Linked DNA regions of Anas platyrhynchos: region 1 is linked to region 2. The links are chromatin contacts, called in public Hi-C maps. All regions are on one chromosome and are shown on one strand. The core of a region is the stretch at or near the end of the contact, and the rest is flanking DNA. Distances in the headings are between cores, read along the strand shown.

What was found. A called contact is a pair of places that touch in the nucleus more often than the background predicts.
Region 1: a contact with region 2 is called in a Hi-C map of subcutaneous adipose tissue, with 2.2 times the contacts expected there. The contact joins two enhancer-like sites. A contact is called at or near these places in 5 of 8 Hi-C or Micro-C datasets (liver, skeletal muscle, small yellow follicle and 1 more).

The regions. Positions count from the first base shown.
Region 1 is chr14:1,282,709-1,286,943 of IASCAAS_PekinDuck_T2T, reverse strand. ARHGAP26 (Rho GTPase activating protein 26) reads left to right here. Exons shown (of 23, transcript XM_072023306.1): 9 at 90-190; 10 at 2,151-2,245. Among named protein-coding and RNA genes, the nearest start is that of ARHGAP26, 24 kb to the left of the region's middle. Within about 2 kb of position 1,598, at least 4 of the 8 cell types and tissues checked have an H3K27ac peak or open chromatin away from gene starts, as enhancers often do. A contact at or near this core is called in subcutaneous adipose tissue, where this site is marked.
Region 2 is chr14:962,321-966,903 of IASCAAS_PekinDuck_T2T, reverse strand. No RefSeq gene overlaps it. Among named protein-coding and RNA genes, the nearest start is that of YIPF5, 9.8 kb to the right of the region's middle. Within about 2 kb of position 2,668, at least 1 of the 8 cell types and tissues checked has an H3K27ac peak or open chromatin away from gene starts, as enhancers often do. A contact at or near this core is called in subcutaneous adipose tissue, where this site is marked.

The sequences.
Region 1 (4,235 bases), core at 349-2,848, 320 kb before region 2:
GCTAAAGGATCGTTAAACCTGCGGGTTATTAGTGTCAGAGCAGTCAAACCCTCCTAGTTCTGGGAATAAAAACTGCGTTTGCTTTGCAGGTCACTTCAGTACGGCCTGGGTGAAGCATTACTGCACATACGAGCGGGAATCCAAGCGGATAACGATGGTGCCGTTCGACCAGAAATCTGGAGGAAAAGCGGTGAGTGTCAGCACGCAGCTGGATGTGTCCTGGGGAGGTCTCTGCTGTGGCCGTGTCCCTGGCTGTGCCCCCTGGCCGTGCGCCCTGGCCGTGCCGTGATGCTGCTGGCAGAGGCGGTGGTGGCAGTTCTGGGGGCGCAGCGGCCGTGCTATGCACACCCTCGTGACCGCCTGGTTCCCGGTCCCTGATTCCTGCAGGAGCAGGGCAGGCAGGCTGTCGGTTGTTTTGCTCCTTCCCCGCTGCCTGTGGCTTGGCCGATAAAGCTGCTTCCTTTTGGGCCGTTTTGGGCAGAGCTGCAGGAGAGCGTGCAGCTCCCTTCGGACCCCGTGTGCCAGTGCAGGGGGAGCGCTCCCGGGCAGCGTAAGCCCAGCTGTAGCAGGGTCTGGCTTTCCTCTCCTCTAAAGCAGGAACAATGAAGCCCCCCGGTGTGTTCCCAGCTGGGGTGGTTTGCGAGCATCGTCCCCGTCCAGGGGAGCTGCCTGTGGCAGCTCTGCAGGCTTCTGTGCGGCTCCTTGCTGGCAAAGGGAGCTGGCAAAGGGAGCAGGGCAAGTTTTAAAATGAATTTCCTCTTGCCTCGGAGCATCTTCATTATAACTTAGCCTTCAAGTATGCCAGCCTTGTAATTGTCAGCTGCTGTGTGTTATTTCATGTGGTCCCTGCCCACTTCACGGCTTCCCCGGTGCCCGGGGTGTGGGCGCTGCCGCACACCGCAGTGCCCTCCTCGTGCAGGGCGGGCGCCCGCTCCGGCGCTGCTCTCCTGAGGTCTGGAGGCTTGTAGCATCCTGGCAGAAAGCACTGCCTGTGCTGGGTCTCGTGCCCTGTGCTCCCCCTGAAGCACAGCCCCGTGCAGGCTGTGCACAGCTCACCAGCGAGCGCCGTGGCCGGGTGTCCTGGGGTCTGTGCGCTGCGGGCACGGGGTGGTGCTGCAGGAGGGGACAGCCACACGTGGGCCACCACAGGCTCTGCTGCTGCCAGCCTCTCACGAGCGTGCCTGGGGCTGCGGCTGGCGTTGGATATCGTTTGATATCGGCGGCTCTGAAGTGGGGCATTCCCCGAATACCAGGGGGAGCAGGGCAGCTCGGGAGCAGCCTCGTGCCCGCGGTGAGCGGCAGGGCGCAGGCAGCGTGCCAGACCCTGGGGAGCAGCCCTGCAGAGACCCCTCCGAGCTGTCCTTCCGAGTTCCTGCTGGGGCCCTAAATAGGTTTCCTGGAAAACGGCGATGTCAGGGAACAGGGTGGTCAGCCAAGGTGTCGTCTAGAACAGCACGGAGAGCACAGAGAAGCGGCCGTCTCCAGGAACACGCGCAGGATTTATCTTCTATTGAGTCATCGGTGGATTTTAAAAATCGCAAAGGGAGAATTTTCTGTGCTGGCAGGGCCTGAGGAGGGCCTTCCTCCAGCAGAGGACAGCAGTGCACGCAGATCCTGTCCGACTGCTGCTCGGCGTGGGGAAATCCAGCACGGCTTGGATGCGGATGCCTGGATGGGAGGACGGTTTTGTCATTGCTTTGTTAAATAATAAACATTTGAAGACATGTTTGCTCCCGTTAGGGGTTTGTGTGTGCAGAACGCTGCCAAAAATGCAGCCAGCGCTGGAGTGAGAATTGACAGCCAGGTCTGTGAGGCATTGTTCAGCAATGGAAAATAAAGCTTTGCCCAAAAGTTGCGGTCCAACGCTCCCTGCCTGCCTGAAACGTGGGCTGCGCGATACGCGGTGCATGAAGCTCACCGCGTGCCCTCAGAAGGGACACTTCCTTGTTTTGGAATAACCACGTCTGCCAAGGTGGAAAGACAAGCCCTCATTTGGGATGTGTAATTACGCATTTCTAGCAGGCGATGCGTTGCTGGTGTTACCAAAGCTCCCTCTGGTTTGAACGCGGTAATGGGGAGCGCGATGGGCGCTGGGGGCAGGCGCACGGTTGGCTGTTCTCCGCCTTACCTGTGATTCTGTCTCTTCTCAGGGAGAAGACGAAGCTGTTATCCTCAAATCTTGCACACGGCGGAAAACCGACTCGATCGAGAAGAGATTTTGCTTTGATGTGGAAGCCGTCGACCGGTGAGTGCCGAGGGGCGTCGCAGCCTGGGGTGCACCTCGGGCCCGCGGTGCCTGCCCCCGGCTTTCCAGGAGGCTTTCCTGGATGCTTCCCGCGCAGCTTGGGTGTCTGCCTGCTGCTGTGGTCGTACCCTCCGCGAGTGGAAAGCTTTAGGCTGTGGAAACGCATCTCCCCGGTGCTCGCAGCCAGGTGCTCGCGGGGTGTTGGGTTAGCGCTTCGTTTTACAAGGTGCCGAGTTTACTCTGCTCGTTCTGAACTGAACGGTGTTTTAGCACTTCTGCAGGCTCTGGCCGTGCAGGGTAAATGGTCACAAGGACGGAAAAGACACGCTGCATGTGTCTTGGCAGGGCTGGGGTGCCTCTTTCCAGCGCTGGGTATGTGCTGAAATAACTTTGGCTTTTGTGCCGGGGCCGGGCTGCAGCCGCCGTGCTGTGGCTGGTCAGCGCTGGAAGCCCAGCTCACAGCTCTGGGCACTTCCAGTTTGTTTCTTTTTCCCCAAACGAGTAAAATGCGCCCAGGAATGGGAGCCTGTTTGTGTCCAGCTAGCATCACGCATGGCTTCCCTACATAAACAGCAAAACCGAGCTGGTGCTGCTGCTCCACGCGGTGTTACTGCCTCGTCCCTTCCTCTCTGCAGGACGCTGACCTGCTTTCCCAAAGCATGCTCCAAAGTCACGGAGTATCTGTGCCCTCCCAGGTTTGTGCCTGCTCCCGTTCCAGCTGTCCTCTCCCCTTCGCTGGCCGTGCTGCCCACTCCCTGGAGCTCCGTTTTCCTCCAGGAAGCTGCAGGATTTCTGCTGACGCTGGGATTTTTTTCCTATGCCCTGAGGAGTGTTTTTTTTTTTTTTTTTAAACGTGAAAATCAAAATAAAACTGGGAGGAGGAGAAGCCAGCCACCACAATAGTTTTCTTCTGTAGTGCTTTCAGAGACGGCTGAACCTTCCCTTGATGTCTGGAGCCTGCTAGGCATGGGATCAAGAGCTGCTCCAGAAATGCGCCAGCTAAATGTAAATAATGGCAGGGGAGCGGCGAAGGCGGGGAAACCTGAGAAATTGCTCATTTCACATACGTGTTCCCGGCTCCCCTGCCTGAGAGCCACGAGAGCAGAAAACATGAACCGAAAAGCTGCTTTTTCTGCCCAGTGTGCAGGCAGCTGTGCGTGTTCTTGGTATAAAAACTCGTTGCTGGCTGCCCGGCACGGTGCTTCCCAGCGTGATTCAGGCAGGAGGAGAGGAGCTGCGGGCTGGGCGCTGCCCCCGATCTGTGCTGTGGGGCACGGGCTGGGGTCCGCAGGCGGTGGCACGGCCGTGACCGAGGGCTGGCTGCAGCTCCGTCAGGCTGAGTGTGCAGAGGGCTTTTTGTCCTGGGCTGGTTGTTTTCTGCTTTGGTCTCGGGCTTTTTGTGTTGTGTTGGTTTTGTTTTTCTTTTTTATTGTCTCTGCTAATAGAGAAGTTAGAAACTTGATGTCTTGTTCTTCAGCCCCATGCTGGAAGCCTGGATGTGATTAAGGCAAGCATCCCCAGGATGCTTCTCTGTCTCACACATGTGCTGCGTTTGACTTACAGCAGTTTTCTCCTTTTCTGCATGCAGCTTAAAAGGAAAATGAGGCTTGTAAGCAAGGTCCAGCAGGAGCCGAGTGTTTTGTAACTGCTGCAGGCACCTTCCCTTGACCCAGCCTGGGAGACCTGGGCTCATTTTGAGCGTGCTGCCTGCGTCTGTGCTGTTGGGAGGGAAAGGGCTGAGTAGTGCCACCACCGTGCCTCTCCTGAAGGTGGAAGCTACCTCTCCAGCGGTTTGCTTGGAAATGGATGGGTTAAGAGAGCAGGATGATTCTTCTCTACGCGTCACTTGCTTGTGATGGACACACACATCGGATTGTCCCTTGTGAAGCACGTGGACTGACACTTGCTGGGCTGCGCTGTGCCTACCGGGGCAGGCGTGGGTCAGCAACCCAAGGGCTGAAACCTGCGCCCGTACAGCACAAACCCCACT
Region 2 (4,583 bases), core at 1,419-3,918:
CAAGGGGAATGTTAAAATTTCTCAAATCTCATATAAAATGATTAAAGTTAATTCTGTACCTTGCAGGTTCAAGGCCTTTAAAATAAACCAAATGGGTATTTGGCAGAATGTGGTCCAATGAATCTGTGAGGAGGCAGAGTGGCAAGTAATGTGACATCTGCTGTTGGCATTAGTTAAGTGCAGACACTGCCTTTTTTAGATCTCCTAACCTTGTCTGAAGCAATAATTTTTAATTCGGACAAAACACTGGAATGAGAAAATCATCCTGAATTTAAATGTTTCCATCTGTGATTCAATAAAGCAGCCACACTACCAGCAGAGCCTTGCCAAGATGCTAGATTATCTTTTCCTACTGACAATTAACATTTGAACCAGCCACTAAAACAATCAGAATGACTCATATTAATAAAGATTAAATAAATAAAGGAAAAGGCACTAAACATTAAAATTCTCTATAGCCTGTCATGGGTCTTTAGCTTGTGTCTTGATGTCATTAGGACAATACTAGCTTCCACACTTTGGGGCAATTGAACACGAACAGGTTAATACAAGAAGTTTTTAAGTGGGACGTTCATTTCTGCAGATTATGTCACTTACTAAAATAAAAGTCCTCTCTGAACACGCGTTTTGGACTCTGTACATTTCTGAGGATTGGGAGCTGGCATCGACCTACCAATACCGAAATTGTGCCTGTAGATGCAGGCAGTCCGAGGGCAGACTCAGGAGCTGCCATTGCTCGGCTCTGACACTGGCTGCTGTATAGGCACTAGCCAAATGTCCTAGCCTGGCGGGTTTGCTTGTAAATGAGGCTATTTGTCCTGATTTGCCTGACAATTATTGGCCAAATATTCATGTTGTTGAGTCAGCTCAGTCTCCTGTTGAGCTAAGTGGGAATTTTGCCTGAAAAAGAACTGAGAAACTGTTACCTAGCAGGGTGAGAGGGATAAATCACACCCTCAGTAAGAACCTCTGGATTTTACCCCGAGGCCCAAATGGCCTTGACTTTGAATTCATAATAACTGCTGAAGATAAGCCTTTGCTGGTGCTTGCTGCCAAAAGGCCTGAAACAGCTCAGTCACTTGCCTGACTTCCCTTAGCATTGATCTCCAGACTGGAGCAAACACGGCCAGGTAAGGATGGCTTTGGCAGAGCCTGGTTCAGAGCCTGAGGGCAGTTTCACGTCGCTGCAGCGGTGCTGGGCACTCAGAGGGACAGAGGGACAGGCTCAGCGCAGGCAGGGGCACCTTTCCGATGGGAGCACACAGTGCTGCTTGCCTTTGGCCACAGCTGCTGCATGAAAGCGGGCGCAAATTCCACGACTGAACAGCAAATGGGCCTGGTGGGTCAGTTGGTAATGTTGGTATTTCTCTGCCAGCAACAGAAAAGCAAGAATATTGGGAAAAACATAATAGAAACGTATATTGTAAGAGCATTGTAATCCCAAGAATGATGTGGTGGAGCTTAGTGTGTAAAGAAATAGAGCAACGCCCTTCTTCCTAGAGACGTGTAATTGCAGTACGATTTTTGAAAGAGGCCTATTCCAGGACTAGTGTCTAATTTTAGACAATATTCCACTTTACCATTCCTGATGAGGAGCAGAGAATCCCTGTTTTTTAATGTCAGTGCTTCCTTCAATAAAGCAAAAATAATAGGAGGGAAAAAAACAAAACAAAAAAAAAAAAAAACAACCCTTATGAGCACAATGCCTGCAGTTCTCAAAGCAGGGACTGCTGTTTGGCTAATGGCCTGCTGGCTTTGGTTGGGAAAGCACAAAGCTGGCAAATGCGGCTGACAGACTTTCCAATTATAAAATCTCCTCCCACTTTCAAGCTGTGTCCCAGAGAACTGGCCTGGGAATCCACCCCTGGAGAGCAACCTCATTATGTTCTGCTGGGATAAAGATGACCAAATGCAGCAGGCCCTGGAAAAGCTGCATACAGCTCCTTAGGTCAGTCCTCATCTACAGGACAGGATGAGGAGCTTCCCTGTCTTGCAGGATGCTCAAGGATAATCACAGTAAATAACTGAGGTCCCCACATCTTGAGATGGTAGTGCTTGTAACTTCTAAAGTAACAATAAAACAAAATATTTTTAAACACTTTTAGTTTTTTTTTTTTCCCCATAGGTTGTGTAAATTAATTGTTTCAGTTCTGGAGGGCTGCTAGTTAACTGAATTAAGAAATGTATCTCTGGGAGGATGCAGCACCTCACATGGGAAAGAGGTGCCCATGAGTGCTACAGCACAGGGTGGGCCACACAGGGAGGAGCCTGCCTGCATCTCCCAGCAGCTGGGAGGGCAGCGGATTATCTGGTGAAAAACAATTTCTCATGCTTTTGGACTGCGTAAAGAAAATGAAGAGACTTCTTAGTAGTGTGAAGAGAAAACCTGGTCAGAAAAATTAGAGCTGTATAGAAAGGAAGGGACGCAGCAGAGCTTTCCCACTGCCAGGAGGGCTTCCTGGCACACACAGCATCTCTGCTGAATTGACAGGCCATGACTGACGTGAGGGCCTTGCCCATTACATGGAGCAGAAATCCAGCCAGACATCAGCGGTTTGGCTACCTGGGGGTGTAACTGCTGCTGATGTCACGGGAGGCAAAGAGGGCAAGCGGAGGAGGAAACCTTCCTGATGCTGAGCTGTGCCGGCCCCAAGCCCTCCCTCACAGCGATGCTGCCTGCGGTCGCACATCAGATATGCTGCAGGCCCACCCAGTGGAGATGTGGGAAACAGCAAGCCCCAGTTATTCCGCTCCTTTTTGTTTAAATCATTTTTGTTAAAGTTGCAGCATGTGAATGCTTGTCCACAGAAAGATGTTCGCTCTTCTGCAAACCTGCTCCTGCGGCACAACCCGCGGCAGTACCACAAACTGCTGGCTGCTCTTTTAGCTCGTGTGGTTCCTAAAGCACATAGCAGACTCCGCAGCAGCTTTGGGAGGAACCAGCACACCGTCAGTGGGTGACCACCCGTGGCTGCTGCCAGGCCGTGCCCCAGCCCGACCCTCGCCCCCCAAAGCACTGTGCCCTGCTGCGCCCGCCGCTCCCTGGGGGTCCTGGGTCCCTTGCACACAGGTCATGCAGTGAAGACATCCCTGTGCCGATGCTTGGAGACAAGCCTAAGAGCACTCCAGCTTCTCACTACAAACCCAAAGAGGTGTTCTTTGCAGTAACCAAGTCTGAACCATTCAAGTTCATGGAAATAAGGTGACTGAGAGAGAAGCCAGCGTGGGAGCGGCCCAAAGCTGCGCCAGGGAAAGTTCTGACTACACGAGGAAAGATTTCTATACCTTAAGAGTGGTCAAACGCTGGAACTGGCCTCCTAGAGAGGTGCCTGATGCCCACACCTGTCAGTGTTTGACAGAGGTTTGACAGCTCAACAACGAGCTTTAATGACATATGATTTGTTGATGCTTACAAAAATTTTGCTTACTGAAACTGAATGGGAGTCAGCAGTTGCCTCATAGCAAAACAAATGACCTGAAACACACAGGTGCTGTCAAAACTTTGCTTTTGAATAGACAAACTGGGAAAAGCAACTTTTAATATAACTTTGTACAATAGGAAGTAATTTAAAGAGTGGGCGTGATAAAGCAATTAGCTTTAAAAAAGCAATACCAGCATTCATACATGAACACTTTTAAGCTGAGCAACATGAAAATGTCAAGAGACAATGCAGTGTGAAGCAGGTAGCATTAACACTTCATCAGAAAACTGGATGAGAATACTGCTGTTAACAGACAGTGGGGGAGAATTCAGATTTAGGAAAGTAGGGAAAAAAAAAAAGCCTAAGTATAACTAAAGGCAAATGTGGGAGTGAAGAATTACAGCACATAATCTTCTCATTCCATGTGACAGTAAGATTAAATAGTCTGAAACGTAACTAAAATTGAAGCAGGTTCTAGGACAAAACAGTATTATAGTAGGTTAAAGTAGGAAATCAATAGAATTGATTCTGGAAAGGCAATAAACAGGGTCAATGGAATCACATTAACTAACCTACCAGAACCCGGGGATATTTAAGACTACCAGTTTAGATATATTATGTTTTTGTGAAGCCCCCTGTGAATTAGTCTTCGACCCACTTCTACTCCCTCTTCCTACTTCCATTCCTGCTCCCAGGAGCCTAGGTGGAAATTCATCACTGAATTCACCACAATGTGGTCTGAAGAACACAGAATGCTCCTGAAACTATCAGGTCAAACCTCACTGCTTAAGTAGAGCATGTAGCATCCTCCACTGTCAGAATAGGGACTTTGTGACAATGTATATACAGAAATACGTTTTGATATGGTCTTTCCAACTCAGTAGTTGTGCAATTAGTGCTACACGGAGATGGGTGGATTTTAACATTTCTCCTTTGCACTCAACTTCTAGGATGATTACTTACATGTTAAGTTGTTATAAATAACTTCGGTCACCACAGCAAGAGAAATCTACAAAAATCAGTGCAAGCTTTAAGAAATGAACCATACATGCAAGGTAAGCTCAATTAGTCAACAACAAAACAATATTTGAGTATTTAGAACCTGACATGCTCAAGGAAGTATGCCAGTTTTTATACTTCTTAGAAGCATTCTGTATTTAA